Regions from separate parts of the Mus musculus genome. Here regions 1 and 3 are each linked to region 2. A link is a contact called in public HiChIP or PLAC-seq data. All regions are on one chromosome and are shown on one strand. Each heading gives the region's core, a stretch centred on a gene start, on an enhancer-like site or on the middle of the called end of the contact. The rest is flanking DNA. Distances are from core to core; before and after follow the strand shown.

Region 1 (3,148 bases), core at 260-2,759, 290 kb after region 2:
GTGTGAAATTTATAATTTCTTAAAATAATTAAATATTATTATTTTTCTGTTATTATTTTTTAAAACATTTCTCCTTATTGTGATTTAAGTGTGGAGGGCAAAGGACAACTCTGTGAAGCTTGTTATCTTCTTCCATCTTTACCCAGAGTCCAGGGGTATAACGACAAATGTTTTAATGAGCCCTATCTTGAAAAACCAAAAAAAAAAAAGTAGTTATCAGTTGAGATTTTCATATGATCTGTTTTGACCATAATGATCCCTAACCTAATTCTTCCCAAATCTACTACCATCCACCCAACTTTGGTTTTTTTGTGTTTGTTTGTTTGTTTTGTTTAAACAAAAACATCAAGACCAATTTATGCTGCCCAAATATTCTTGGATGTGTGGTCCTCTACCAGGGTTAACGCTCTTAAGAGAATTGCTTTTCTTTGTCTTCTGTTTGATTTGAAAGAGGGTTCCGTGTAGTTCAGGTTGGCCTCAAGCTCACTATGTAGCTCACTCTTCAATATTCTTCTGCTTCTACCTCTCAGCTGAGAGTACAGACACACATCACCATGCCTGCTGAAAATTATTACCTTTGTAAATTTTTTAGGAATCTCTGTGGCCCAAAGGGTCTACTCAAGGCCACTTACAAGCAGAGGCCTTTTGATTTATGACTCTGAGGCTCTTTCCTCCTTCCAGGCATCCTGTAGCCTTCAGCAAGGTTAAGTACATACAGGTCCAGTGAGTATGCAGGACATATCCAGGCCTATGTGGGAGGGCTGGGTGCTAGTGGGGGACCTCCCACACCAGGGAAGATGGTGGGAAGCTTTGCAGAGCAAGGGCTTGAATTTTGGGTCTCCCGTGTAGGTGACTCAGCCTCTGTGCCTCTGATTCCCAGTTTCCCCACCTGTAAAGTGAAATGGACAGGTCTGCTGATCTCTGCTAAAGGCTGCACCAGATCTGACCCTCTGAGGTTCTAATTAAAAGGCACCGCAAGATCGAGCTGAAAGAGCATCGGCCATATGACTGTTCTTCGCAGAGGGCCGCAGGAGGCCTTTGACACAATTGACACAATCCTGTGTTCCAATCAATGCTCCTCACAGACAGTGAAGGCGATGATTTTTCCCGTAAGAAACAAATTCTCTCAGACAATCACTCTGGAGAGTTTCTCCACGGGGGTAGTTTGGCTCTAAACCACCTCCCCCGCCTTCTCGGCGTTGGTAGATGGTACAGCAAACCCTAACAGAGACCCATGAGCAACCCATAACAGAGACCGATTGATCATGTCCCTCTGAGATGCCAGGAACCAAGAACCTGGCCCGCTGCCCAGGCATGCAGCCCCACCTTGTACTGAATTTGCCACCATAGTGGAGGAGCAATCACTGGTGGCTACCTCTCTAGCCCCTGCTGGACAGGATGTTTCTACATCAAGCCCCACTTCCTGTAGCTCGGCCTGGGCTCCAGTTTCCCTCCTTCTCTTGCCATCTGGTAGCCTGCCCTCTGCCCACCCCCACCCGCAACTTGCTGGGTGTTTACAGGCTGCTTTATCAGCTTGGGGAATCTGGGCCTCACCCAACCAGGGCCCCGCCCAGCCCAGACAGCCTGCCCAGAGCCCTACCTGCTCTTTCTCCTGCCCCAAGCCCCCTGACAGGCAAGGGGTGTGGAAGAAGGCTTGCTGCCTGGCACAGGCCCTTGATGCCTGAGGCCCTGCCTGGTGGGTTAAAACCTGCCTATTCAGAGTGCTTTATCCAGCTTGACCAGGCTGCAGAGGGCAGGCATTCTTTCTCCAGTTGGCATCCCTATCTGTAAGCTATGGGGACAGTAAATCAAACGACTGGAGTGCTAAGGAGATTCACCTTAGCCTTCAGTGACTTAGCCACCAAGACTTAGCCAGAGCAGCACTAGACTTGAAGGCTCTGATAAGTCCAGGCAGAGTGTAAGCAGAGTGTTTCCAAACTGGAACGATACTAACACTCTACTATGAATAATCAAAACCAAAGATGGAGCCAAAGGGAAAGGACACAGGTATGGTATGATAGCAGAGGTGAAGTTCAGTAATCTTTTTGAACAGTCTTGATTTACAACCAGGCTCCAGAGCCTCATAGGTCTCTCCATACCAACTTCAAGATCTGTTCATACCCGAAACTTTGAAGATGAGACAGAGCTAACCACTGAGCAAGTCAAAGGACCTCTCCCCAGAGCAAAAGGACCTAGTCATTTGCTTTCAAATGTATTCTAAGGCAAGGAGAAAGGGGTGGCAAGGGTGGCAAGCAAATGAAGATGATGCTGCAGGTGATAGGATTTCCCTTCCACTCTCCTTTTCAAAAATCTCAAAAGCTAAGGTTCAGTAGAGAGGTCCCACGAGGGTAGGACCCTTTCACTAGATCTGACCAAGCCTCAGACTAGGGAGTCAAAGGTACAGTTCAAACCCATCTCACTTTTTTGTTTTGTTTCTTTTTGTCTTGACAAGTTAGCAAAAATTACATTTTAGGTAATAAATGAAAACAGTCCCACTTAAAAGTGAATACTAGACAGGCGTGAGACCCTTGGCACCTGGGAGGCAGAGACAGGTGGATCTTTTTGAGTTCTAGGCCAGTTAAGACTACACAGAGAGACCGTGTCTCAAAACGAGTGAATGCTATACTTCAGAGCTAGGATTGCTGTTGAGTTGAGAGAATGCTCGGCCAGCGTTCACGGAGTCTTGAGTTCCACTCCAAGCATCACATAAACTATCCTGTGGTGCACACCTGCAATCCCAGGTAGGGCAGAAGCAGGAGGATCAGAAGTTCAAACCCATTCTGTTACATAATGAATTTGAAACCAATTTGGGCTACATGAGACGCTGTCTCCAAAAAAAAAAGGGGGCTGGGGACGGACAACAAATGTTACATTGGAAAGAAATGTTATCTAACTCAAGAATCCAATGTAAGCCTTTACCACGGCATACTTGGAGTTTTTAGTCTCAGCATTTGGGGTGGGGGCATAGAGGCAGGTGGATCCCTGTTGAGTGCACGGTCAGACAGGACTACATAGTTAGACCCTATATCAACTTATATATATATATATATAATTTAATAGTGTGGGGGACTTGGGTGGTAACAGAACTCTGGTAAAACAATTTTGCTATTAATGTCACCTGGTTCTTGAACTCTCAGGTGCCCATTCT
Region 2 (3,049 bases), core at 505-3,004:
CATGTAAAAAAAAAATCGTATCATTCAGGCTAAGAAGATGATTCGTTGAGGAAAGAGCGTGTTGTAAAAGCACGAATACTTGAGTTTGTATCCCTGGAACCTACATAAAAGCTGGGTGATAGACAGATATCTATAACTCCAGCCCTGAATGGGGAAAGCAGAGACCTATGGATCCCAGAAGGTCACTAGCCAGCCAGTCTAGCTGAAAACCATCAGCTCCAGATGTGGCGAGGGCCCCTTTCCCCAAAACTAAGGTAGAGAGTAATAGAGCATCGACTGCTACCCCCAGATGTGAACGCACAGCTGAGAACGCATCCTGAGTGTGCACACATACACACGCATGTCCACATGAAAAATAACCGTTCCAGACTAGTTCGGCCAGTCATGGTGGTCCACATCTATAATCCCAGCACTCATCATAAGTTCCAAGCCAGCCTGGGACACACAGTAAGGCCTTGAGCAGGAGAAATGGGGAGTTTATTTTCATTAAAAATTCAAGATAGTTTTCCTGATGTAGACATTCCTAAAACTATTACCACAATCACAATAAACAAACTTATTCATCACCTCCAAAATGTTCTATATGTCCTTAGTTATCTGTCCCTCCAATTTTTCCAAATCTCCCCAAACCAATGTTTTTCGTCCTGTACGGGTGTGATTCTTTGTAAGAAGTAAATTTCTGTCTAGAGAGAGGTGCTAGGTGCTGAAAACAGTAAAGGATATTTACCTAAACAGTGTGAAATCCAATTATGGAGACTTTTTTGAAATTTCATTTTATTGTCATCTGTATTTGATAAAGTGTAAATGATACATACCAGTTGCTTTGTAGTGAACAGGAATCATTGAAAGTACTTAAACATCTACCGCAATTGCTCAATGGTAGTAAACTTACCTGGCATGGGTAAGCCATAGGTGAGACCCCTAAGCACTGCAAATCAACATTGCCATTGTCATCATTATCATCATCATCACCATCATGTGCTGAATGTAACCCACAAGATGGGCGCAATGCCCAGGCAGTTGATGAATGCCTTTTGAATGGGGCACCTGCTGTTGACGTGGCATTGCCTTCAAACATTTCTCAGTTGTTCTTGTATGACCTGAGGGGTTGTTGTGTGTAGGCACACCTCATCTAGACTGAAAACCATATGTGTGCTGATGGAAATGTGGATAGTTGCTGGATTGATAGCTTTAGAAACAGTGGATACAGGGCTATTGAAGGTTGTAGGGATGAGAGCATCATGGAAATGACTATAGCATCTGTAAAGGTGACCACTCTAAGGATGATGAAGCAGTAGAAATCTCTGAAGAGATGAGAGCTTTACCAATCATAGCTAAGGTATACTGACGGCAGTAGGGATGGTAGGAGGGATGATGGCTGGGGCGTGGGGAGTGGTGGTAGTCACGGTTGTAGTAATGGCTATCTGGTAATGGTAGCAGTAGTGATAACCATCAAGATGATGGCCACAGGAGTGACAGTAATGGTAATCGTGATCGCAGTAATGACTTGGAAGATGCAAATAGACTGGGGGCATTTACTCAACAGGCAGGGAGATTGTTCACCTTCTGATTTCAGAGGTTTAGTCAGTGAGTGTAAAGCCCAAATAAGCCAGAACATGAAAGGACTGTAGTGGATGACCGGAGACAACAGGATTGGGGCTTTTCTCTGACTGTTCAACTCAAGGTCTGTCTGCATCAGAATCTCTGGAGACTGAAGCTGGGACTTCCTTCCTCCCTAGAGGCCGGCAGGGGCCATGATTGCTGTAAGAGCAGGTCACGTGGCAAGGTTTCCTGTATGCTGCTGCTGCTGGGTGTCCATGGCCCGCACCCCCAAGCTGCCACTGCAGCAGTAAAGAGTAGCAGCCCCAGGCTCAGTCTATGCTGTGCCAACTGGCTGGTGCTGGGGAGGCTTTAACAAGAGATTTTTGCATCTTAGCTCCTTGGAGAACAGAGCAGGAGTGCCATTTCTGTAGAGGACCATGTTGCGTCGCAAACCCTCCAACGCCAGTGACAAAGAGCCCACTCAGAAGAAAAAGGTAAGGCGCATCTTTGAGCGTACACTCCTTCCTTCTCTCCTCTACACTCTCTACCAAGGCCTTCATGGACTCTTAGAAGGTGGAAGTTGAACCAAGGCTCTATGTTGAGCTTGGACGTGAGGGTTCTTCCAGAAAGCAAGGGGATGGGGCTCAACGCTCACTTGAGTAGTAAAAGTACTGAAGGTACTTTCTAAACTCTGGAATACAGAGCTATGAGTTGGGCCTTTGGAAGTCTAGAGTGATAGACTGAAGAACATAAGAGTTAAATCCACAGACATCAGTTGGAGAGTTACAAAATGTCGTGTTCAAATTGAATCCAAAGAGCGTAATTAATTTTGTCTCTCTAGCTCGGGTTCTGTGTTGCTTTTGCTCGAGTGTGTCCTCTGGGGACTACCTCATTCAAAGGGCCCTACTAGCCTACCCAGCCAAGGTGGTCACAGACTCCCTAACTCTTTGGCAGGAGCCATAGCCATTTCCCACTAGGCTCAGATCTACAACATCTCCCCCAGGCCACTGGAGATGAAGCAGTAAGTAAATTTCAGACTCAGGAAAAGAGCCCACCCAAATGCCGTAAAGTTCAGGTGGTGGTGGTGGTGTGTGTGTGTGTGTGGGGGGGGTTGAACAGGTTCTTTCTGGGCAAGTGAACTTATGAAGAATGAGAAATGGAGCTGATGACTTGCATGGTGAGTAGGTGTGAGAGCTAAGGGGGAAAAGTTCGTTGGGGGAGGGAAGGGGATTTCAAAGTCCAGGAAGGAAGGTAGCTGTCAAAAATGGCTGAAGTGTTCATCTTCCTGAGACAGGAGCTAGACTGAATGATTCTTGAAGACTCTGATATCCAGGTTTCCCTGGCTGTATGTATAGAGTTCATTTTATGTCAGGACTCTCCCAGGCAATCAGCCTGTCCAGTCTGCATGTCTAAGTGGACCACAGGAATGGTCCAAAGCAGGCCTGACTAGATCCAAGCACCCAAGCCTTAATCAGGGGCCTCCAGGACTCTCACTGTGCCCTATCCA
Region 3 (3,098 bases), core at 320-2,819, 260 kb after region 2:
TGTATCTTTGGGCCTCTTACTGTGGCTTGAGTGGGCAGGCCAGGAGAATGATGTGTCTGGCTTCTTAAAGTCCGGACATTCCCCAGGTCTGAACTTCAGCTGCAGTCCTTACCCATCCTTCAGCAAGGTGTTTCCACTGGAGTTTGCCCAGGTACGGAAACACCATCCTTTTGGAGGTACAGCATTAATCTGCCTTCCTGCTGTTCCCCTCCCCACTTCCTGATTACAAGGTCATCCCAAACACCCCATAGTGTTTCTACTTTCAGGTCTATCCTCTAGTTGAAACCTGTAGTCAGAAGGCAAGCATCCATGGTGACACATACCCATAGTCCCAAGGACATGGGGGGGGGGAGGCAGAATGGTTCCTGTGAACGCTGGGTCAGCCAGGGTTATACAGCAAGACCCAGCACCCAAACAAGCAAGGTGTGATAACGCATGTCTACAGTTCTACTTCTCTGAATAACAGAGGCAGGGGCTTGAGGTCAGCCCAGGCTACATAGGTGAGACCTTGTCTCAAAAGAACAAAAAGGAAATGCGGTTCAGAAGTCAGACAAGTCAGGAGGTTACAGAAGCCCTGTTGAGATTAACAGTATTCAGATAGGCCCCAAATGCCGTGGGAGCTCAAAGGGCTGGGCAAGGGCACCTGGATGCTTGGAGCAGATGGCACGGGAGAGGTAGTGAGCGGTGCATACTTAAATATAAATAGATGCCAGGGAATGGTGTTTGGAATGAGGGCACAATGTGAGTAGAGGCTTGGAGGAGAGAGAAGAGTCAACAGCACTTTCACATTTCATGCTTATGCGTTCTTTGACCCATACAGTAGCTGGAGACTATTGTCAGGTTATAAAGATCAAGGCTGACACGGAAGCTTTTCTTTTGCTGTGTTGGGTAGGGAAGAGCTGCCAAATGTTCAGGCAGACCTGGTAGATTAAGAAGGGGAGCAGGCCTAGCCCTGTGTCCCCCCTTACAGTGGCAGTTTCCACTATCAGGAGGGCTGGCCGCTGGGTGAGTGCTCCTCCCAGGCTCGGGGTGTGTGTGTGTGTGTGTGTGTGTGTGTGTGTGTGTCTCCTCCAGGTGCAGGCAAATGGTTGTAACAGATGCCTCGATTATTCTCCCATTTCAAGGGAGAAAGCGGTGGCGCGTGAAAGTGTTGCTAAAGGCAGGCTAAGGAGAGGGAGCATCGGGTCCAGGACCTGTCTAGAGGTTGGCGATGGCCTGGAGCGTGCTTTAGCGGCTTTAGGGAGCCCGCAGCGAGCCAGAGAGCCCAGTCGCCACTAGCTCACCTACAGGTACTAGAGACGGGGGCGGGGGGCGGGGCCAGGGAACGGTTGGCCAATGGGAAGGCGACATTCTGCGGACTGCTGAACTCTTGGAGAGGGAAGGGGACCGAGGAGAAAGTTTGAAGCTTCAAAGCCAGGGAGATTGTCGGCGGAAACCAAAGCCGCCCAGAAGTTGAGAATCAGGGAACACTTCCAAGGGACAGGAAGACGCCCGCTTAGTCTGCTCTTCTGGGAGCGGCGAGCCACGCCCTGGCCGCCCCTCCCTCCCGGGCTCCGCCTGGCTGGCCCACCATCTCCGGCTCCACAGCGCCACCTGCTGGATATTGGCTTCCATGCCCGGCGCACAGGGCAGAAGCGCTTGGAGGCTGCTGGCTGCAACTGGGAGCCCAAAGAGCTTGCTCACCCTGGGTCCAGAGTCTTCAAAGCTCTAGGTAACTGCCTTTCTGAGTGCAGTCAGCAAGCTCATGACCGGCAGACAAATTTGACTGTTCCCGTCCAAGGATGGGAGTGACATTTCTACCTCAGTCCCACCGAGGGATAAGGATATAGTGCTGAGTGCAGTCACTTGGAAGGGAGGCAGTGGCAGTTGTTTGGGAGTCGCCTATCAACACAGCATAGTTGAAGTTGAAAGCAGCTCTAAGCGCCAGGCGAACCCAATGATAGATAAACACGTGGGTAAAGGGAGTAGCTGCCTGAAATGTTATGATGGGTGGGCTGTGGTCCAGGCTGGGGATGTAGCTCAGTTGATAGAGTATCTATCCAGCATACAGGAAGCCCTGGATTCAGTCTTCAGCCCGAAATAAGGCGCGGGGATGGGAGGGGTGTGGCAACGAATGTCTGTAATCTCAGAATGGGGGAGATCATGCTTGGTCACATAGCCTGGGCTACATGAGACCGTCCCATCACGACCTTTAAAAATGACACCAAAATTACAAAACCACCATGATTATTAGCTCCTGAGCATGGAATGACCTACTTGTCCTCTTCCTGCCCGCCCCCCAGGTAAGGCAGAAGGTCCCACAATTGGAATCTGAACACCTTCAGCCTTTCAATAAACATTTATTGAGCACCTACTGTGTATCAGGCACTGTGGCTAGGTGCTGGGGATACATCACTGACTAGCACACAGCTCCTGCTCTGGAGGAGCTCACAGTCTGTTGAAGGGAAACCGTACATGAACACAATCAAAGAACTACATACAATGTGCTACAATAAGAGGTATATACAAAGTGCTGTGGGAGCCAGGAGGAGGGAGTCACATATCAGCCGCTGGGACGTGAGGACCATCACTTGACTCCTGACTCCATTAGGCAGGCCATCACAAAAGCAGGGGGATTGCTGCCACCTGACTCTGGTTCAAGGAAATCTGTCTCCTGAGGTTCTCCTGTAAGCCTCTTGCAGAACGCTTGTCAGCAAGGGTTAGTTAACCGGTTAGCTAGTTTAACACTCTGGGTAAGGAAGAAACTGAACAAGAAGTTGTCTTTAGGATCAGAGGGATGTTGAAAGTAATACAAATTTTTGATGTTAAGATAGAGGGTGAGGTGGTCCTGTGGGGGGGGGGGGCAGCACTGGGCAGTGAAGCACCTGGAGTAACTGCCTAAGCGAGAGGGGAGGACGGCGGTCAGCTACCTCAAAAGTTTGCTTCCCAGCTCTCATCAGATCAAACAGTAACTGGTCAGGGATGCTCATCTGCGTTATAGTATGCCCAGTGTTGTGGGTGACACGGTGGTGCCTACCCCTCAGAAGGTAACACACACAGGAGATAAAAGGTACTAAACTTACAGTCTAAGTAACAGTTTGTGATTACAACAGAGATGT

What was found. HiChIP or PLAC-seq counts read pairs in DNA pulled down with a chosen protein or histone mark.
Region 1: an H3K4me3 HiChIP or PLAC-seq map of the SCID.adh cell line shows a contact between it and region 2, with 10 read pairs. The contact joins the enhancer-like site here to the promoter of Sash3 in region 2. A contact is called at or near these places in 6 of 39 promoter capture datasets (the C10 cell line, the HPC-7 cell line, hippocampal neurons and 2 more), 5 of 484 Hi-C or Micro-C datasets (CD4 T cells, CD8 T cells, memory CD8 T cells and 1 more), 10 of 115 datasets of contacts at active chromatin or transcription factors (the 230-238 cell line, the SCID.adh cell line, double positive thymocytes and 7 more) and 2 of 9 other capture datasets (embryonic stem cells and pancreatic islet).
Region 3: an H3K27ac HiChIP or PLAC-seq map of regulatory T cell precursor shows a contact between it and region 2, with 3 times the contacts expected there. The contact joins the enhancer-like site here to the promoter of Sash3 in region 2. A contact is called at or near these places in 8 of 39 promoter capture datasets (the 3T3-L1 cell line, 3T3-L1-derived adipocytes, the C10 cell line and 4 more), 2 of 484 Hi-C or Micro-C datasets (bone marrow-derived macrophages and double positive thymocytes), 7 of 115 datasets of contacts at active chromatin or transcription factors (bone marrow-derived macrophages, double positive thymocytes, effector CD8 T cells and 4 more) and 4 of 9 other capture datasets (embryonic stem cells, liver, macrophages and 1 more).

The regions. Positions count from the first base shown.
Region 1 is chrX:48,437,767-48,440,914 of GRCm38.p6, forward strand. The region is part of intron 1 of Elf4 (E74-like factor 4 (ets domain transcription factor)); the gene reads right to left. Among named protein-coding and RNA genes, the nearest start is that of Elf4, 15 kb to the right of the region's middle. Within about 2 kb of position 1,510, at least 76 of the 459 cell types and tissues checked have an H3K27ac peak or open chromatin away from gene starts, as enhancers often do. A contact at or near this core is called in CD8 T cells, the HPC-7 cell line, the SCID.adh cell line and 5 more, where this site is marked.
Region 2 is chrX:48,144,682-48,147,730 of GRCm38.p6, forward strand. It overlaps Sash3 (SAM and SH3 domain containing 3), which reads left to right and starts at 1,755. Exons shown (of 8, transcript NM_028773.4): 1 at 1,755-2,036. The coding sequence starts at 1,980.
Region 3 is chrX:48,408,727-48,411,824 of GRCm38.p6, forward strand. It overlaps Elf4 (E74-like factor 4 (ets domain transcription factor)), which reads right to left. Exons shown (of 9, transcript NM_001381876.1): 9 at 2,324-3,098. Among named protein-coding and RNA genes, the nearest start is that of Elf4, 44 kb to the right of the region's middle. Within about 2 kb of position 1,570, at least 178 of the 459 cell types and tissues checked have an H3K27ac peak or open chromatin away from gene starts, as enhancers often do. A contact at or near this core is called in 3T3-L1-derived adipocytes, bone marrow-derived macrophages, effector CD8 T cells and 3 more, where this site is marked.